Linked DNA regions of Danio rerio: region 2 is linked to region 1. The links are chromatin contacts, called in public Micro-C maps. All regions are on one chromosome and are shown on one strand. The core of a region is the stretch at or near the end of the contact, and the rest is flanking DNA. Distances in the headings are between cores, read along the strand shown.

Region 1 (2,700 bases), core at 34-2,533:
AGCACTGCATCACAGGTTCGTAAGGATGTTTTTGTAAAATTATTAGGTTTGATGAAGAAATCTGACTTTAGACTTGGGTCCACAGTGACCTCTGCTTGAGGAGCTATATTGAGTTGAAGGATTGCTGTTTTGCTATTGGCGTTATTGATCAAAACTTTCTCTCAGTGTCCCACATACATGCTACATCAATAAGATGATGACTGCTGATGATGCAACTGGGATTGGGGCATTACTTTACATGGCGGTTCAAGACAAACAATATCACACATACAAACTGCAGCACTTTGGTATAAAGTCTTCAAGAATATCAAATATTTATCTTAGTTAGCATTATAATTATTGTAACTACTGTATTTTGTATTGTTTTTATTGTTTGTTTTTTATGGAATTGTCCAAGGACAGGACAGTTTACTATTACTACTACTACAAAATATCTTGAACAACACGAGTAAGGATAATAAAATAATAATTAGAATTAATGGTTGTTTACTATGCAATTTTATATATAATTTATATTCAGATTAAATAATGCAATATACAAAAAAAAATTGTTCACAATGTAGTTTTAAAAATTGTAAAAGTTTGGGGTATGGATGTTTTTGTTGTTGAGCTTGAAAACCGTCTTATGTTCTTTAATAAGACATAAGAACAACAACATTATAAAATGCTCTTACAATTATTTTATAATGTATATTTACAAAGGCTTTTTATTCATATGATGGTCAGTAATCACTCTAACATGATAATATTTTAATATTTTCTTATTAAATTTATTCTCATTAAATATATCGAAAATCTTAAATTTTCGATATATATTTTATAATTAACAAATTAATTTACTGCAAGTTGGCTGATTTTAGTTTCTTTCTGACAGCATTTACTGACTTATAACTTTTGAACAATACCTTTTCTTTCCTAAATTCTTCAGTTTTGATAGTGGTAATGAAATGTCACCAATATTCACTAAAACCTTGAACAAACATGACAGAAGCATAAGTGGAAGGAATATTTCCTCCTCTTTTTCTACATTCCTCAGTAAATCATAAAGCTATTTATTTTTGAGTGTTTTTTTTTTATACTCTCTCTGATAGAAGCTCAAAATGACTTCTTGAACCGTGCACGAACTATAAAAGACACGGGCAGAAATCTGAACTGTTAGTCCCAAGTCGTTTTTATGTGTGCATATGATTCATCTTGAAACGCACTCTGGCAACAGATAAGCTATTACAGCATGAGCACATCACATCCTGCACTACAGAACCACAGAGAACACCTGATCTCATCTCTGCTTAACAGACTCATGCTTTTTACACCGCATGAGACAGGAGTTCACGACTCAATATTTCAAAAGAGGTGAGTGAGAGCCCGGGCTATCTGGGAAGTTAGAAAGGGGAAGAAGTGCTTTTAGGTGAAGGGAGACTTCATTCCCATCCACGCTAAGAGCTGCAGATTTCACTCAAGGCTGTGTTTCTTTGTCAGCCTTTATTTAGGGTTTAGTTTGAGGCACTCTGCATTTGGGTCAGCTTTCTTTTAACCAGCTCTACATTTTGCACTTATGTCAGATTTTTGAGTGTTTTTTTTTATATATAGTTTCTCTGATTTGTGAAAGGTCAAATGCAGGCTATGTGTAGGAGGTGCGAAGTATTGAGCAGTGAATCTGACCTGCAAGACCTGGAGTCGACATTTAAGCAATACGGTAATAGAGGTCATGCTGTTGTATAGTCATGACTAAAGATCATTGTTAGGCGCGAAGCTTAGCACAGTTCAGAATACAGCACAGCCAGGAGTGATTTGTTGGTTTTAATCAGAATCTGAATGAGTATGTGGTTTATTCTTCAAGTCTCCAACAAGACATATTTTGTGCTTTACCTGAACTCAGGGTGCATCAGACATATCAACACAAGAGGAAAGAAACACCTACCTGTATTTGGAATAATAATGGTTTTCGTGCTGGTGGTGCATCGTTTTTTTTTTAAAGGAATTGGATGCTGAAAGACATGTATACGCTCAAAGATATTTCTTGTTCTAATGGCATATTAAGTTTTCAAAAACTTTGTAAACAGTATGAAACAGACTCTTCTCTCTTTTTATATTTGTAATTAAAATTGGCCATGAATGCCTATAGGGTTCCCTGAGGGGGCAATCTTCCCAGTCATTCAATCCTTGCTTGGTTTGATCTCTCCTCTACTAGTCATTTTACCTCATGGAACAGTACAGTACAGAAAGGCCTTGGAGGCTACAGCAAAGCATTAAGCTATACAACACAGTTAGGAAACTGACTGTCACAGACTGGGAAAGAGTATGACAGAACATTTTTACTTTATTTAAAAATCTCATTTACTATCACTTTTGTTATTGAACCTACTAGTCCTCGATCAAAATACATCTTATCAACACCTCCTATAGTCCTTTTTGTTATAAATGTCCTGACCAGGAACTTGGATCTTTTTTTCATATGACGTGGGAATGTGGAAAAGTACAACAGTTTTGGAATGAGGTGTGTGTTATCTAGGCATGGAACGATAACCGGTTTCAAGGTTTACCGCAGTTTGGAAAAGCCAAGGTTTTAATACTGCTTAAATATTCTGTTATACCATTCCCAAGGTATATGTAAGAGTTTGTATGTGTTGTAAAAAAAAAATTTTTTTAATCTAATGAAAAGAGCAGAAGTAAATTTTAAATATTAACTAGATCTGTTTA
Region 2 (2,700 bases), core at 106-2,605, 210 kb before region 1:
CCGCGTCTCTTCTTACTCCTTGATCAAAAAAACAATAATGTAATAATGTAATGTATTTGAAATAAATTTTGTCGTATGTTTAAAATGATTTCCTGTCACTTTTAATCAACTGAATGTCCTTAAATAAAAGCACATCTGTTTTATCAATCATGAAAAAAGATTACACAAAAATATGAATAACCTTCTGACACTGAATCCTTACTGCAAAATTCAGCTTTGTCATCACGAGAAAAGTGTTTTTAAAGTTTAAAATAGGTTTAGTTTGTTTGAATTATTTTAGCTTTTTTATGTTATTCGTTTTAGTTTTATTGTTTATATTAGTTATTTTAAGTTAAAAGAACATATTTCTAAATTATGATCAAACAATATGAAGCTTTAATCAGTAGAGACTTGTCCGTTTTTTTTCTTTAGTGTGTATTTTGGTCAGTCACATCTAAGAAAAAGTCGCCATGATGTCAGAAAACGCATAGAAATGGAAGCATCGGCCAGTTGTTTGAAGTGAACAGTTCAAAGGAACCGACTCTTGCGAACGATTCCTTCATCTTATCACAAGTTTTGAGCCTTCGCGGATCCCATACACTGGGTGAAAGGTAAATCAAATAAGCAGATATTTAAACTGTAATATTACTTGAAATTATACATCCAAACGCGTACAATTTTACATGTTATTATTTTAAAATTAAATCCGAGTTAATTGTAAAAATAAATAAAACGACATTTTTCATCTCCCATGGTGCTTTGCGAGAAAATGGCTGATGTTGAATGACACAAGCCGTGTTTTATCCAGAACATCTTCCTAAATAACACATTCCTCGCTGTAACAGAGCTCTGATAGTTTGGGATGCACGAGTGTTTGATGTAAACGATGTTTGCTTGAGTCGCGGAGGCAGACGCTCGTGTTCTTCAGTGTTTTCTCTCTAACGGTAAGCGGAGGAGATTTAAACTGAACTCACGGCTTTATGTGATGGTCGATGTTTCAATGCTCTTCTGTTTTTGTCTCTCAGCCTGTTTTTAACATCTCATCATGGCCTCAGTCGCAGCCAAACGCGAGGGTCCGCAGTTCATTAGCGAGGTGTCGGTGCGGGGGAACGGGGCGGTGCTCGACTACTGCCGCACCTCGGTGTCCGCGCTGTCCGGGGCCACCGCGGGCATCCTCGGCCTTACGGGACTCTACGGCTTCGTCTTTTACTTCCTCGCTTCTTTCCTGCTGTCGCTGCTCCTCATCCTCAAAGCTGGTCGACGGTGGAACAAGTGCTTCAAGTCTCGCCGTCTGCTGTTCACCGGGGGCCTCGTCGGAGGCCTGTTCACCTACGTGCTGTTCTGGACGTTCCTGTACGGGATGGTGCATGTGTACTGAAGCTACTCGGACTAGATGTAGGACAGTAACACGATAGAGAGGCCTCTGGGTGGTAGAGAGTGCTGACTGACCTTGTTTTTTATCTTATGTTTAGGCATAGAAATATTTTCTCAGTACTAATTGCACTGAAGGTTTGACGATGTGAGATGTCGGATGATTTCCTCTTGTAGGTTTAGTGTTTTCCTTACGGGACAGGGCTGGTTTGGATGTAGTGTAGGCCAACAAGACTAATGTGTTTTCAGCTTGCTCTCTGTGTAAGATCCGGATAACAAATCAGAGCTGTGTAAAAAATCCACGTCCACTTTAAATCTGTACAAATCACATGGTTTTAATTTATATTCATTGAGGAAAATAAATGATTAACCTCATGCATTCATCTGCCTGGTTTTCTCAAGAATGCGTTATACAAAAGATCTGATTATTTTCTTCGTCACTGAAACATTTTAGTGTCTTTAAATATTTTACCTATGATTAAATTAAAGCTGTTCTATATTTACAGGTATTTTCAGCAGATTGATAAATATAAATAATTGAGTAAATAATCCGCTTTAAATATATTTATAAATGGATCATTTAGAGTTTTTCTCAGTGCTAAAATGACACTTGCAGTTCTTTTTGTTTCAGAATTAGTAAATAAAGGCATAGTTCGCTCAATAAAGAAATCATTTACTTGCCCTTGACTTGCTCTAAATCAATTTGAGTGTTCTGCTCAGTTGATCACAAAAGAAGATATTTTGAAGAATGTTGAAAACTGACATCCATGGCAGGAAAAACAAATACAATGGAAGTTAATGGTTACCAGGGGTCCGTTCTTGGTACCTCGTGTAAATGATCTAATGATTTGACAGATGCGGGATCTTTTAATCTTGATCACTGATCTATGGCTAATTTGGTTCTTCAAACAAATGTGAACAAAATGACATTAAATGCATAGTAAACGGTTTGTTAAATATGACACGCAATAACTTTCCCCCTTTGTTGTCGGCTGCAGGCTTCACACTTTCATGTGTCCAGAGTATTTAGCTATTTATTTAGTTTTACATCTTAGAGTGGATTTTCTTTATTATAGTAGCCGAGGCCTATTCAAGTCTCTTTATCAGCGTAAGGTTTTAAATAAATTTCGCATCAAAAAACATTTTAATATCGATAAGGGTGTCTGCAGCTTTTGCAAAGCATCAAATTACCGACATATTAGCGATCGAGCCATGTGCATGACTGCATGAATTATTAATCCTTCATAAAAAAACAAACAAAAAAACTGTTTAATATTGGTTATGTCTATAATTGTTCAGAAATTGGTCTAAAGTTGGATCGGTACCTTAAAATAGTACGCATGTGTATCT

What was found. A called contact is a pair of places that touch in the nucleus more often than the background predicts.
Region 2: a contact with region 1 is called in a Micro-C map of caudal fin, with 3 times the contacts expected there. The contact joins the promoter of shpk here to the enhancer-like site in region 1. A contact is called at or near these places in 2 of 18 Hi-C or Micro-C datasets (caudal fin and an unstated tissue) and 1 of 4 datasets of contacts at active chromatin or transcription factors (gastrula embryo).

Annotation. Positions count from the first base shown.
Region 1 is chr5:42,716,409-42,719,108 of GRCz12tu, reverse strand. All of the region lies in intron 24 of ncor1 (nuclear receptor corepressor 1), which reads left to right. Among named protein-coding and RNA genes, the nearest start is that of si:dkey-65b12.12, 28 kb to the right of the region's middle. Within about 2 kb of position 1,283, at least 4 of the 62 cell types and tissues checked have an H3K27ac peak or open chromatin away from gene starts, as enhancers often do. A contact at or near this core is called in caudal fin, where this site is marked.
Region 2 is chr5:42,929,275-42,931,974 of GRCz12tu, reverse strand. It overlaps shpk (sedoheptulokinase), which reads right to left and starts at 1,355. Exons shown (of 9, transcript XM_073951313.1): 1 at 954-1,355. It overlaps emc6 (ER membrane protein complex subunit 6), which reads left to right and starts at 743. Exons shown (of 2, transcript NM_200056.2): 1 at 743-923; 2 at 1,005-1,725. The coding sequence starts at 1,025. The coding sequence ends at 1,357. The region is part of intron 3 of LOC137495624 (flotillin-2a-like); the gene reads left to right. LOC141385579 (a long non-coding RNA gene) reads left to right here. Exons shown (of 7, transcript XR_012406275.1): 7 at 1-82.